Regions from separate parts of the Mus musculus genome. Here region 2 is linked to region 1. Evidence: chromatin contacts called from public Hi-C data. All regions are on one chromosome and are shown on one strand. Each heading gives the region's core, a stretch centred on a gene start, on an enhancer-like site or on the middle of the called end of the contact. The rest is flanking DNA. Distances are from core to core; before and after follow the strand shown. Region 1 overlaps Ankdd1b (ankyrin repeat and death domain containing 1B). Region 2 has its middle 8.4 kb from the start of Gm41028.

What was found. Hi-C and Micro-C count contacts between places; a contact is called where the count stands out from the background.
Region 2: a Hi-C map of the N1E-115 cell line shows a contact between it and region 1, with 3 times the contacts expected there. The contact joins two enhancer-like sites. A contact is called at or near these places in 1 of 15 datasets of contacts at CTCF or cohesin (large pre-B cells), 6 of 484 Hi-C or Micro-C datasets (B cells, the N1E-115 cell line, cerebral cortex and 3 more) and 2 of 115 datasets of contacts at active chromatin or transcription factors (bone marrow-derived macrophages and pancreatic cancer cells).

What each region holds. Positions count from the first base shown.
Region 1 is chr13:96,422,160-96,429,548 of GRCm38.p6, reverse strand. Ankdd1b (ankyrin repeat and death domain containing 1B) reads left to right here. Exons shown (of 15, transcript NM_001369169.1): 12 at 4,721-4,816. Among named protein-coding and RNA genes, the nearest start is that of Poc5, 38 kb to the right of the region's middle. Within about 2 kb of position 3,313, at least 14 of the 459 cell types and tissues checked have an H3K27ac peak or open chromatin away from gene starts, as enhancers often do. A contact at or near this core is called in the N1E-115 cell line, where this site is marked.
Region 2 is chr13:97,004,151-97,011,539 of GRCm38.p6, reverse strand. No RefSeq gene overlaps it. Among named protein-coding and RNA genes, the nearest start is that of Gm41028, 8.4 kb to the left of the region's middle. Within about 2 kb of position 3,144, at least 157 of the 459 cell types and tissues checked have an H3K27ac peak or open chromatin away from gene starts, as enhancers often do. A contact at or near this core is called in the N1E-115 cell line, where this site is marked.

The DNA of each region.
Region 1 (7,389 bases), core at 2,064-4,563:
TGAGTGTGTGTGTGTGTGTGTGTGTGTGTGTGTGTGTAGCACATGGAGGCCTGGAGGCCAGTGGTTAACGTCAGGACTGCTTTCTATCTTATGTCTTTGAAACAGGATCTCTCACTGAGTCCAGAGCTTTCAATTTAGCTAGACTGGTTGACCAGCAAGCCCCAGGGATCCTCTTGCCTGTCTTCTCAGCCCTGGATTACATGGCCAAGTCTTTCACACTGTGGCTTGCGTGGTAAGCACCTTATTAACTGAAGCCAGCTCCCTAGCCCTACATCTCAATTTTTTTAAAGATTTACTAATTTTAATTAATTAATTAATTAATTAATCCATTTATTAAATATAAGTACACTGTAGCTATCTTCATACACACCAGAAGAGGGCATCAGCTCTCATTACAGATGGTTGTGAGCCACCATGTGGTTGCTGGGAATTGAACTCAGGACCTCTGGAAGAGCAATCAGTGCTCTTAACCACTGAGCCATCTCTCCAGCCCTGCACCTCAATTTGATTGAGATTGTTTAGCTGGGGTGGAAGCTGAGAACGCTCACTTCAGATACAGAGGTTTAAAATGAAAGCTTTATTTTCTGAGCCACCAGGGAGGTGGCCAGTTCAGGATCTGAATGAACTGTGCCCCCGAAGGGAGGTTGTACAACGTGTTCATAGGACGGAAACACAAAGCAAGGGGCATGGGGTAAGCTGCTGCCTTGACCAATCATATTTTGACACAAGGGGTTAAGCAAGGAAGTTAACATTGGTGAGCGGGCCTATCTGGGTCACCTGGCTTCAGGGTTGTGGAGCCAGCTTTTGCAGCCAGGTCCCTTCCTGGACTCTGGCCCAGAAGCTTACAATGATAAAGGAACAAAGGAGTGGGCAAGCTGCAGTAGAAGCTTAAGTCCCGACAGGCAGCACATTTATGACTTGTGTGCCATGGTTTATATAAAGGGATAATGGCATCTTCCCTCTTTACATCCTTCACTGGTTAACAGACAAACAGGAAACACCAGAAGAAGCAGGATAGTTGGGTTCTGGGCCTGGGAACATGAACTCAGTTTTGATCTTGCTAGAAAGATGGAGCTCATTCCTGAGATGGCCAAACTCAGGAAACTGCCTCCTAACAAGATCTGTCTATAGGAATTACTATTAAATATTGGTCTCTAGGATTCAAATAATTCAGTGATATTTTTCAAGATTATAAGTTCACATGGTCCAAGTATAGTGTTTATATGTGAAGATTTATAGAAATAATTTCTCATCCATACTTGCTTCTAACTTATTTGGTTTTCATACTACTATGCCATGTGTATGCATATAATAACTCTATTGCTTACACATTTAAAGTATGTTTTATCTTAATCTGCTCTCTGCTCTTTAATTTTGTGTGTGTGTGTGTGTGTGTGTGTGTGTGATGTGTATATGTCTGTATGATATGTGTGTGTGATATGTATGGTGTGTGTGTGATATGTGTATGATGTGTGTATGTGTGTGTATGTGTATGGTGTGTGTGTGATGTGTGGTGTGTGTGTGTATGATATATGCGGTGTGTGTGTGTGTGTGTGTGTGATGTGTGCATGATGTGTGTGTGATGTGTATGGTGTGTGTGTGTGTGTGATGTGTGCATGATGTGTGTGTGATGTGTATGGTATGTGTATGTGTGTGATGTGTGTGTATGATGTGTGTGATGCATGTGTGATGTGTATGGTGTGTGTGTGTATGATGTGTGTGTGATGTGTGTGTGTGAGTGTGTGTGTGTGATGTGTATGGTGTGTGTGTGTGTGTGTAGTTCAGTCTTGCCGCTCTGCTCCAGTATCAACCTTGGTTGTTAAGCATGTGATGCCTGTGCTTCTTGCATCCCTTGTGTTCCTCCCTCACGCTGTGCATGTGTGGGCTCAGCTTGGGCACTTCCTAAAACCTTGAATCAAGCTGATTTCTCCTGCTACTCTTCCGGGGGGTCTGGGTTGGGAGCAAGTTGATTCAGAACGAGCAGACTGTTAACAGTGCACGCCAATTCCTTTTTATAACGCATAATGCCAAGGCATCTTTATAAAACACGATATGCTCTTTTTGGTACTGGGCATAGAATCCAGGCCCTTGCCCTTGGTAGACAATTGCTATACCACTGAGCTATGTCTGCAACCTCAAATCTTTCTTTTTCTGGTCTTTACCTTCCTGATTCACTATGTTCTCTAGTTCAGAGCTGAGAGTTCCGCATATGTATGATCTGAGGATTTTTTTTTTTTAATTATAAAAGAAAGACAGGCTGTGGACAATGTGGCGAATGCAGTAGCACGTGTGCAGGGAAACATGACCACCTACCCTGGGGCCTAGGCTGGGGCACAATGCCACTGTTGCCCCAGATGTGGCTGCTTGAGTTTATTAACATTCAGCCTTCATCCCTCCCCTGCATTCTTTTGTAGTAACTTTTTCTGTTTTCATTCATACTTAATTCCTCCAAGGCTGGGGTAGAGACTCTTTAGGGATTCTGTGGGCCCTGCTGCTAGTGGATTGGCTATTCCAGTTGTCAAGGTCAACACTAACATGTGACTTTGCTTGTTTTAAACCAAAAGCCTAGAGTTGCTAGCCCCAACTCTCCCTTCTCCCACACTCCTTTATTCTAAGGGTCTGGCCCACAGCTGGCACCCAAATCATAAATAACGAATGCATAAACACTACCCTCCCTTTTTACCTGCTCCCACATGTTCTTAATAATAATAATAATAACAACAACAACAACAACAAACCCCACGGTATTTCTCAGACTGTGTTAAGATCAGGATTGGTAGCCGGGTATGGTGGCACACACCTTTGATCTTAGCATTTTGGAGTATCTCCAGGAGTTTGTGTCCAGCCTGGTCTACATAGCAAATTCTAGAGTTCTAGGCCAGCCAAGCTTACACAGTGAGATGCTGGAGGGAGAATCACACACACACACACACACACACACACACACACACACACACACACACACGCACATGCACACACACACACAGAGAAAGAGAGAGAGAGAGAGAGGGAGAGAGAGAGAGAGAGAGAGAGAGAGAGAGGCTGAAAAGGGAGCCAAGAGAGAAGTCTGATGTAACTTGGGGGTCCCAAAGCTCTTGGTCTCTGCCTGCCTCTCTGTCAAGGGCAAATGGCACCTCCACTCCAATGTATTATTCCTTAAGGAAAGTTTCTCCAGCTTGAAAATTCTGACTTTTAGAATGCTGCATTCCCAAAATAGGCTAATTATGGTGATTCAAATGGCTTTACAAGGCAGAATGCAGACAGTATGCAATTAGAGGCTTGCTAAATGCCTGCCAAATGCAATCCTTCCTAATTTCATTACCAGCTCGCCTGCTTACAGGCTGTTACTTCCAGCCCCTACTTCCCTGCTCATCTGGGTCTTAGCGCCTGCCCAGAAAACCATGCCTTTTGTGTCACTGAGAATTGTACTTGTAGCTGCTATCCAGACACGGGGTTAGAAATGCAGGTTTCTAACACTGCAATTATTTTCTGGGGCTATTTCTGACCATTATATGTTTAATTAACCTTAGAGTCTCTGAGGGAATTTTTCATGGGTCATTAGAAATGCAAGTAAGGGGCCTGGGGAGATAGCTTGTCTTGAAAGTGTGATGATGTGAGTCTCATCCCTGGTACCCATATACAAACCCCAAGGCTGGGCACAATACTGGGTGTGGTGGCATGCACTTAGAACTCCAGAGTGGGAAGGTAGAGACAGTAGCATCCCCAGAGCTTGCTGGCCAGCTGGTCTAGTCTAATCCCCAGGCCAATGAGAGACCCTGTCTCAAAGGAGGTGCTATATGTTCGTTCCTAAAGATAACCAAGGTTGTTTTCTGGCTTCTGCATGACTGCTTATATATGTGTATGGGCACACACACGTACATGGGCATGCATGCGTGTGCGCGTGCACACACACACTTAAAAAAAGAAAGCAAATACAAACTACTCTCCTTTTTAGGAAAACATGTATAGATGCAGAGATAAGAACTGTGCCCTGCATAAAATCAAGGGGCCAGAGCTTGCGAAGCTGTGCTGTGTGAGAAAGCCATCGTGAGCAGGGTTCACCTTTTGTAACGTGTGTATGATGTAGCATGAGCTGCAGGCAATGTAGGTCCCATATGTCGTCCAGCTCAGTCTTTTCTTACTCATTCAATTTGGTTAAAATTGGAACACTTTAACCTTGGTTAGCCGCAGTGACTTATAAAAGACAAAACTCCTAGCTGGGAGCCGTGAGTGAAACCTACACTGAGCTCTGCTGTCATTATTGGCGCTGTTCTTGGATCCAGCCCTTTTCTGTCTCATTACTTCATTGTCCTCAAGAGAGGTCTCCAGCTCCTGATCCAAAGTGGCTGCCCAGGTTCCCGCTCTCCTGTCGCACTCACTCCCCTTGGGAAGTGGAGGGATGGAAAGAGAAAGTCATCTTTCCCCTCTTTGAAGATCTTCCCCAGGAATGTGCCTTTGACTTTTCATACCACTGGCACTGGCGAGGGTGTAGGTCACATCCCTGACAAGGGAGCTGGGAAATGTGAGGGGCGGCATTCATAGCAAGGGCTCGCCATGACACCTGGTGTAATTGCGGAGACTTCCGGTGACTAGGGTCTGGTCCTTAGTTCACTCAGGTGGCAGAATTGGGATCTGAGTTCAGGTCTATCACAAAGCTGGAGTTCTGCCTACCACGCAACATCATCACTCTTTATTTTAATCCTTCCCTCTTTTAATTTAGCAAGGAAAGACTGCCCTGGCGGTGGCTGCCAGGAGCCAGCACAGCCTCGTCGTGGATATGCTGATCAAAGCTGAGAGGTACTACGCCTGGAGAGAGGTAGGCAAGGCCAGTGCCAGCCAATGCAGGGCCTTCATTGGCACCCTACCTCCTCTATTTTGGAATGGGGACTGTTGGGTCTGTGTAATTCTTTTTTCCCCCTGTTGTAAGAAACCTTGCTCAGCACAGTGATGACCATCCAGTGCCTTGTGCCATCCCTGTTCATGGAAATGGACAGTCCCTCTTCTCTTCCTTTGTGGGCATTCACACTCAGATCTGAGAATGTGGGCCAGGCAGCCTCATCCATGCCAGCCCGATGGCTGGCTCTGCCGTGACCTCTGTCTCATGGTCTCTGGCCATGGCCTGTCACAGAAGCTCCAATGAGTGGCATGGCACACATGGAAAGCCCCTGGAGCTTCTCCTGGCTCTGCTGTTTTTGCTGTAGCCCTGTGCTGGCTTTCTGGCACTCAAGTGTTCTGGGACCATCAAAATTTATACATCTTTGAACATGCAAATCGTATCTCTAAATCAGTTTTTATCTTCATCTTTCTTTAGCTTTGTCTGCCAGTCTCGGCTTCCCAGTAGACTGTCCTCCCCTCTCCAGGATTCAAGTCTGTGCAATAAGGCAACATGTTCAGACACAGGACATCAGCCCCAGCTTTTAGATCTATGCTGTTTCTTAGTTTCCCTGCTGTGTGCACGGCTTCTCCTTGACCCATGTGTCACACCAAAATGTCGTCACGTCTCAGGTGTCTACTGCACAGGGGCTATAAACTCAGATTGCGGTCATTGGCCAATCCTGGGAAATTCTTTCTTAAATCCTTAAAGCAATGCACACTGTCTCCCTTTCCCTCATAACCCTGCTTGGCAGTCTGGACATACAGTCAGTTGGTAACAAGGAGGCCTGATACATGTGTCATTAGGCAATGTGATCATTCTATCAATACTAGTGGCCACTTTTACATGGGTCACACACATTGGCCAGTCAAGCCACTGTCATATATGCGGCCGGAGATGACCCACCCAGCAGCACATGACCATGGACGGACTCTTTCAGTGCCTCCTCTCCTCTGTTCTTGCATGTAGAACAATGAAGTCTGTTCCGCCCATACAGCAACAGTTTCTTATATAAAGGTAGAATTCTGTTTAATTCCCCTCCTCTGACTTATTTCTATTCCCTTTTTGTCTTTGCTTCTTTGTCCTTCTGTTCATTTTCGTAAGCATCTTTATGTTACTAAAGACTTGGGTTCCTTTTCTCTTGTTCTTTAAATGGTTTTCTACATCTAAATGGTTTCTACAAGCTGTTCAGTCCTTCTATTTTTAATGCCTGGTAGCACTCTTATATTCTTCTGGCTAGATGAGAATATATGACTTTTGCACCAAACAAACCTTTCCTTTCTAGCAAATCCTTGGGAGGTAAGTGGATGATAAACACTGAGAGCCCTGTCTAATGTACACATACAGATGAAGACTTCAGAAATAGTACGCTGAGAACTCTGGGGACAGCTGGGGACCTGAGGTCTGCAGAGCTGGGAAAACCTGCTTTTAAATACACAGCATTCATTTCTTTCTTTAAAAGGTTTGCCAAATGCTCTTATAATTTTCACTAATCAAGCCAGCTTATATCCTGGCTTAGTACAAAATAATTACTAATAAAAAGTTTAAAGAGATAATTTGAACTTTCCTTTTATATCTACTTACGTGTGTTATATCTCTATGTATATTTCATTTAAATTACATATATGTTGTGTCTAAATATACACATACATATTTAATCATCATCACCCATCATTAAATTCAGTGATTCAGAGGCAAAGGATGCTTCTTAAATCTGCCCTATGCTACTAATTTTATGGACTTATTATTATTGTGTGTGAGGTGTGTGAGGTGTGTGAGGTGTGTGTATGTGTGTGTCGGGGGGGAGAGGGAGAAAGCACATGCACAGAACTTGTGAGTCAGTGCTGGCCGGTCCCTTTGAGGCCAGGTCTTCTTGTTTCTGTTGAGCTTCAGTACTGCAGGCTACTTGGCCTGAATACTTGTGATTCTTTTCTTTCTCTTACTTTCTGTACAAGTCCTGGGCTTACAGATGAGCCCCACGGCATCCAGCTTTGTAAGTGGGCTCCAGGGAGCAAGCTCCCGGGATCAGGACTGTGCAGTGATCATCTTCAGTGGCCGTGCCACCCCGACAGCCCTATTCACTCTCCCACTTCTGTCACTCCAGTGACTAGGTCAGTCCCAACGCTTTCACTGTTAGAAGAGACTTGGGCTTTCTGAGTCCCCTCTTCTGTCCATAGAAGCCTGCGGGTCCACCCTGTCCTGAATCCTAGAACGCAATGAATGCAAGATTCTCTGAGGAATAAAAATGCACAGAGCCAAGATGGATGCAGGAGCAGCCTGCCCTGTTCTCTGTTCATGCTGCTTGAGGTTTTGATCTCATAGGTGTGCCATCTTATGGGACAGAATGAGGAGGAAAGGTGAACTTTTTGGTGTTCCCACTATTCCTGGAAACAAGGTATCATGGCAGGGAAGCCCAGGCTACACTGGAGACTGCATCTTAGGGTTACTTGAACAGTTGTGGATAGCCCACACCTACCGGTCTTATCCCAGTCTCTGCACACAAGGCCTAACATCAC
Region 2 (7,389 bases), core at 1,895-4,394, 580 kb before region 1:
CCTCTTCAGACCCCCAGCCTGGCAATCAAAACCCTAACTACCTCTCTTCTGTCCAGCTATGGGTTGTTGGCATCTTTATTTAACCAACAGCTTTATTTTACTTATTTATTATTTTGGTTTTTCGAGACAGGGTTTCTCTGTGTAGCCCTGGCTGTCCTGGAACTCACTCTGTAGACCAGGCTGGCCTCGAACTCAGAAATCCACCTGCCTCTGCCTCCCAAGTCCTGGGATTAAAGGCGTGCGCCACCAAGCCCGGTTTAACTAACAGTTTTAAATTAGGGAGCTCGATCACATAGCATTACTTTGTGTACATGCAGATTCTCTCACTCCTGGGGGCAACCAGGTCTTGGGGGCCAGCATTTAGCATTACAATGCATAGCAAAAGACCAAACCTCTACCCTGAGAGAGATCACAGAAACACACCTAAGCCTGAAGAGCCAGATCTATCATAATATGTAAGTATCATGGGGTGGGGCTGGGAGGTAGCCCGATTAGTATAGGATGCTAAGGTAGATCATTCAACTGCTTAGCTATTGGGGCACAGTTTTGAATGAATTGTGTGTGTGTGTGTGTGTGTGTGTGTGTGTGTGGTTATTGGTGACTAGCATAAGGTAAAGAAATACAGCTGTTTGATTAACTCACTGCCTACATTTATATTAAGAATAATTAATTTATACCTCTCCTAATGGTTTGGTCTTCTCCTGTCTCTCTTCCTCCCCTAGACTGGTGGAAGCCCATCACTATTCTCTCTTCTGCTCAGTTATTGGTTGATCAACTTTACTGACAAGTCAGAGAATAAATAAGGAACAATGTTTATAGAAACTTGAAACAGGAGCTACTTGGAATAAGCATTACAGTGCTGTGTCCCATTGGAACTAAATATGGGGGCAGAGAAGTCAGCACTGAATAGGACAAGAAAATCATCACACAGTGCACAAAACCATGATGCCTACATATCTGTGTTCTTTGAGGAACATGACCTTGAATCAGATAAAAAGATTACCATGATAATTTCTGTGAAAGAACACTTGGACATGCTTGTAGATGAAATTTCCTTGCATTGTTTTCAATATACCAGATGTCCTGTTTGTACTCACCAGAAAACCACTCACGGTCAAAGCTGAAGATATTCCTGAGCAACACAAGAAGCAACAACTTAATTAAAGTCGTTAACAGGGGTGCAACAAGAACTAAGCTCTCCGCAATGCCGCTTACAAACTTCTTGACCAAGTGTTTCCAGTCATATCACATTCTGTCTGAGAAAGTGTTTGCCCTGCCTCCTCCATTTCCAACAATATATCTTTGTGAGACAGCTTTTTATAGCTTGATGGTTAGCATGTCTAAATATAGACATAGACTTGTAAAAGTTGATCTTCATTGTGCTCTTGCAAAGACTCCCAGAGTTTCTGGTGGGAAAGAAGCAATCTCAACCTTCCCACTGACATTGCTCTTTTATATATACTGTTGCAAAATGTAGCAAGGTAGTTTGCTATTATTAGTTTAAGACTGTTACCCCATGCTACACCATGCTTTAGGATAAAATTTCATTTTTTTTGTAATTAGAAGTATTTCATGATATATAATTACATATTTTGTAATTAATCACTCTGCTTTAATTTTGCTCAGCTTTAAAAATGAAAACACATCCTGTATAGCAGATATTTACAAATAGCAAAATTACAGTTATGAAGTGGCAGTGAAAATAACGTTATGGTTGGGGGGTCACAACAACATGTATTAAAGAGTTTCAGCATTAGGAAGGGTGGAACCCACTGCTCTAGAGCTGGAGATACAATCATGACATAGACAAGGAGAGGAATTGTTAGAACACGTGGAGGGGAGAAGTAGCTGAGAAGACAGACTTTAGAAATTGGGGTACAATTTGATGGATGACAGACGCGAGAAGAAACAGATGATCTGTATACACGTCGTCAGGGAGTCAGATCAGCAGCTTGGTTCGGAGAGGCTGAACTCTGTGGAAGGGAACTGATATATGCCAATCCTGGGCTTTGTCACCACATGTAGGAAAAATTACAAAGTAAATAAAAAATAAATAAAAGGAAGAACACGGGGCTAGAGAGATGGGTTAGTGGTTAAGAGCACTCACTGCTCTTCCAGAAGTCCTGAGTTCAATTCCTAGCAACCACATGGTGGCTCATGGGATCCAATGCCCTCTTCTGGTGTTCTTTGAAGACAGCTACAGTGTACTCACATACATAAAATAAATAATCTTTAAAAAAAAGTTGGAAGAACGCCACTGATTTTAAATATGGTGAAGAAAGTTTATTGTAGATAGCATAGACAGAGGCAAGGACTTCTGGGAGGGTTCAAAGCTGACAAGTTTCTGAGCAGGAACTTGTGAGGGAAGAGGGGAGAGGAGAGGAGAGGAGAGAGGAGAGAGGAGAGAGGAGAGAGGGGAGAGGAGAGAGGGGAGAGGGGAGAGGGGAGAGGGGAGAGGGGAGAGGGGAGAGAGAGCCAGGAGAGTAAAGGGTAGACAAAAGCCCTGGTAATCAAAATGGCTGCATTATATAGGGAAGCCCACCGAGGGGAAGGAAGGGCAGCCCAGCTTCTGAGCTGGAGAAGTTTACGGTAGGGGGTAGGGTTTGTCAGCCAGAAGGATCCTGTAACACGTAGGGACTGAAGGATGTTGCTGTGATGTGTTAAACAGGCACCTCAGTAAACAGTTTGTTCCAGTTGGAGACAAAGAAGGAGAGACACACAGCAAGGGACCCAAGTAGTCCGCGGGAGTGCAGGGAGATGACACGGCTCCCTTTCCCGGGATAACTCTGCGTTTAAGTGATTTTTTTCTTGGTTAAGGATGGTTCTTTTCCCCTAATTAAGAATTGCTCTGTTTAGACGGAGGAAGGCCCGCAGCTTTAGTGAAGCACGCCCAGACAGGCTTTCAGTTTATCTGATCAGCCTGGAATGGCCACGGGAGTGCGAGGTGAAACCTTACTGGGGAGAGAAAAAGCCTGCCAGATGCTTGTCTCAAGCTGCCAGGCCGTTGCTTCTGGTGCGGAGGGCGGTGGAAAGGCTGGAAATGTTCTGGTTTTTGTTTTTGTTTTTCTATTTGTGGCACTCGCCTCTATTTGCCTGTCAGGGATCTAATTCCTAGTCTCTCCAATACACGGGCAATTATTTTTTTTCTCACCTCTAGATGGAGCTAGCTAAAAGCAACTCGTCAGGATTATTCCTGGCTTAACACCTTCTAAATCTATGTTTTATCTTTGCTGCCTTGTTGCCTTCTGGGAAGAAGTCCTCCCCCCCCCCCACCCCCCCCCCCGCCTCCTTTCCACCTGCATTGCCGGATGATTGTTTTTCTGCAGCTCTTAAATCTGATCCCTTTCCCTCTGAGTCATGGCGATTGTCTTCTCCCCCTCTCTATGTCCCTTGCCCGTGCAATCTAAAAGTCCTGCCCCATCTCCTTGTCCAGCCATTGGCTGTATGGCAATTCTTTATTATCAATCGAAGCCAGCTGGGGGCAGCGATGCTCAGGTCTGGATGTGCGGCTTTTGGGAGCTGAAGTAAGATAAAGCATTAGAATCAGTTTCCAACACATGTGCATAAGAATGACATAATTTACTATATCTCATGTACCTTCTAATCTTTAGAAAGCATTTTTCTTTCTCCACGTATATGCATGTTTACATGTATGGGGAACATGTGGAGGTGTGCATGTAAGTGGATATGAGCGCATTATGGAAGCCAGAACTGTTTTCAGAATTTTCTCCCATCGTCCTTCCCCCTTATTCAATGGGACGGGGTCCTGTCGAATCCTGTTTCTCTGTGGGGGTGGGGGTGGGATGTGCTCCGATCACTATCAGAAGGCGGCGGTAAGTCCGAAGTGGAAAGTACACAGAGGTTCCCATCTCCTCTCTGGGAACCGTAGGGAGTGGGGAACAAGGGGTTCATTTAACTTTCCCTCCCAGGAGGACTGCGTGTCAGACAGGGAGGGGAAAGGCAGAGCCAGGAACTGGGCGGAACCTGATCGGAGTGAGTGTGGAGGGTGGAAAGTACCGAAGGGGCTGAAAGAGAAAAGCCTTCCTCGGGAGTTTTAGGTTCGGCTCTTTAAGATGAAAGCCTTCCCATGGCGATCCCTTTTTTCCCCCGGAGTCAGGGTTTCTCTGTGTAGTCCTGGCAGTCCTGGAACTCAGTCTGTAGACCAGACTGGAACTCAGAAGTCCGCCTGCCTCTGCCTCTCAAGTGCTGGGATTAAAGGCGTGCGCCGCCACGCCCGATTTCCCATGGCGATCCTAAAGAGAAGATGATCCTTGCTTGTTAATACTGGTTTATTTGACCGTGGATGTGAAGGCATACCCTTTATTCAGGGATAAAATACCTTCTGTGGGAAGGAATACCCAGGAAGGGGTAAGCTCACTGGCTGAATACTTGGGGGGGGGGGGGGCTATCTATCCTCATTGGCATGGAGAACTCCAGATGTTTATGTTACACGATCCAGCAGCGCCATGGTCCTCAGTGGGGTATCATGGTTCCAGTACAGACAGAGGTAGGCAGGGGATGGCTCCACTCCTGTTCTCAAAGGGTCTGAGTTCATTCAACCTTACCATTCTTATGCCTGTCTGGTCACAAGGTCCCACATGCCCTACAGGGTCTTTAACCAAACTCAGAGCTAATTGATTATGGCTACTAGCCTTGCTAACCAGCTTGCTTTGGGAGCCCTCTGTCACTTTAATGTCTATGGCTTTCTGGTAAATTGGAGTGTAGTTTTAGTTGTGAGCCTAGTCTTTAATAGCTGAGCCATCTCTCTAGCCCAAAATTGTTTTTTTTTCCCCCCGAGACAGGGTTTCTCTGTATAGCCTTGGCTGTCCTGGAACTCACTTTGTAGACCAGGCTGGCCACGACAAAATTGGAATTTTTATAAAGTGATAAATCTGAATAATTTCAAATTGCTCAGATTTTAATGTTTGCATTTCATAGAGTTTGCTTTGCATTTATAAAGAGATGTTCAAGCCTATCTGAAGAAAGGATGTCAGATGGATGTCTTCATGAGGAAGACTTCCGGCCTGCGTGCTGTGTAGACTCTGCATATTTACCCTGCTTGCTCCTGCAGTATTTTTTTTTTTTTTTGTAATTTCCCCCTTTCAAACAAATGCAGATGGGATGGTGAACATAAACAATCGCCCTCCAATCACACCCACCCAGCAGCTTCCCTACAGAGTGTCAGGCTATCCTCTAATTTAGGATTCCAGTGTGCTGACACCATTCATTGTTCTTTTACTTATAGCTCACACCACACACACACACACACACACACACACACACACACACAGATCACACCCCACGCACACATGTCACACACACTCCCCTCATATATCACACACACTCCTCCATACATCACACACCCCCACATATCACAAACATCACACACATCACACATATACACACAATATCCCACATACATCACACACACCTCTCTCTCTCACACACACACATACCCCACACATCTCTCTCTCTCACACACACCACACATATCACACACACACATACATACTCCCACACACACACACATACCCCACACACACATATCACACACACACCACACACACCTCACACGCACTCACATCACAAATCCTTTGATTTCAACCCCTTGGTTTTGATGTGAGTGAACCATATTGAGCCTTTGTTAGACACTCTAGTTTTTTCTGGGACAACGTCAATTGCTTCTCAGGGGTTTGCCTCTGAATTCTTTGCTGTTCACTGGAGCTCTTGGGGAAAGTGGGTTAACTTTTATTGAGTCGTAAAGTGTGGTTTAAGTAGATGAGACACATTAAAAATCAAGGCAGGTATAGAGATATATGTGCCCTGAGGTGACTTCTTCCCTTGCCTGACCATAAAGTTCCCTGTCCTATGTCACAATTGTATTAGTTTTAAAAAAAATATATCCTTCCTGTGTGTCTTTATATAAACACAAGAGAGCTGTCTCTACCCTTCACAGAGCTAAGTTTGACGTTGCTTAGCTGTTTTGTTACTTATATTCGGTGCTTGCTTTTGAAATCAAAAGTATCAATGGATACTTTTTATCTTTTTATAACTCTGAGATTTTACAAGGCACAATTCAATCCGAGGTAGAGATCTTATTGATAATTGCAGAGACATTTGCTAGTTCATAATTATCCAACTAGATTAGCTCCATGCGTTTTTTTTAGTGGGTGGTGCAGTGAAGGCCAGAAGTCAACCTCTAGTATTGATTCTCTGGCACCGGGTACCTTAATTTCAGAGACAGGATCTCTCACTGGGACCCGGAACTTTCCAGCCTAGGCCTGCAAATCAGTGAACTCTAAGTACCCAATTGTTTCTGTGTCCCCAGCATTGGGGTTACAAATGTGAACCACCACGCCTGGCATTTTCATGTGGGTGTTGGAGCTGAACTCAGCTCCTCAGACTTGCATGGTGAGCACTTAACTGTGCTGTCTCCCCTGTCCCTTGCTTTGCTATACTACAGTTGTTGGCTTGTCTGGCTTTTCATTCTTGATTTTTTTTTAAACCAAAGAGAGAATTCATTGGGGGTTTAGTCATCACCTGAAGTCAGAGGGCATCAGGGGACTGAGGAGGAGAGCGTCTTTTCCCCAGAGCTAGCCCCCACCTAATGTGCTCTTTAATTTAATTTAATTTAATTTAACTTAATTTAATTTTTTTTTAAGATTTATTTATTGATTATATGTAAGTACACTGTAGCTGTCTTCAGACACTCCAGAAGAGGGAGTCAGATCTCGTTACGGATGGTTGTGAGCCACCATGTGGTTGCTGGGATTTGAACTCTGGACCTTCGGAAGAGCAGTCAGGTGCTCTTACCCACTGAGCCATCTCACCAGCCCTTAATTTAATTTTAATGAAAGTTATGTGTTTATTATAAATATATACAAAATTGAGAAAAGTAAATGTTTATAAAAAAATTCAGAGCCGGGCATGGTGGCGCACTCCTTTAATCCCAGCACTCGGGAGGCAGAGGCAGATGGATTTCTGTGTTCGAGGCCAGCCTGGTCTACAGAGTGAGCTCCAGGACAGCCAGGGCTATACAGAGAAATTCTGTCTCAAAAAACCAAAAGAAAAAAAAAAACCAACAAAAAAATTCAGATCTCAGAAATTATCATCAAAAACCTTGATATTCACCCCCAAACTTTTTAGACATTACAAAATACACCCAAGGTCATAGTATCAATGTAATACAACTCAGAATTCACTTAATAAAAGGTTTCTGTACTTTTAGAAAAAAGTTTTTGATTGTTTGAGATTGCGACTCACTATGTAGCCCAGGCTAGCTTTGAACTCACTATGTAGCTCATTCAGGCTTATTTTGAACTTGAAGTGAATCTTTTGTCTTGGTTCCTGAGTGTTGGGATTACAAGTATAAGCTACCACACCCAGCTA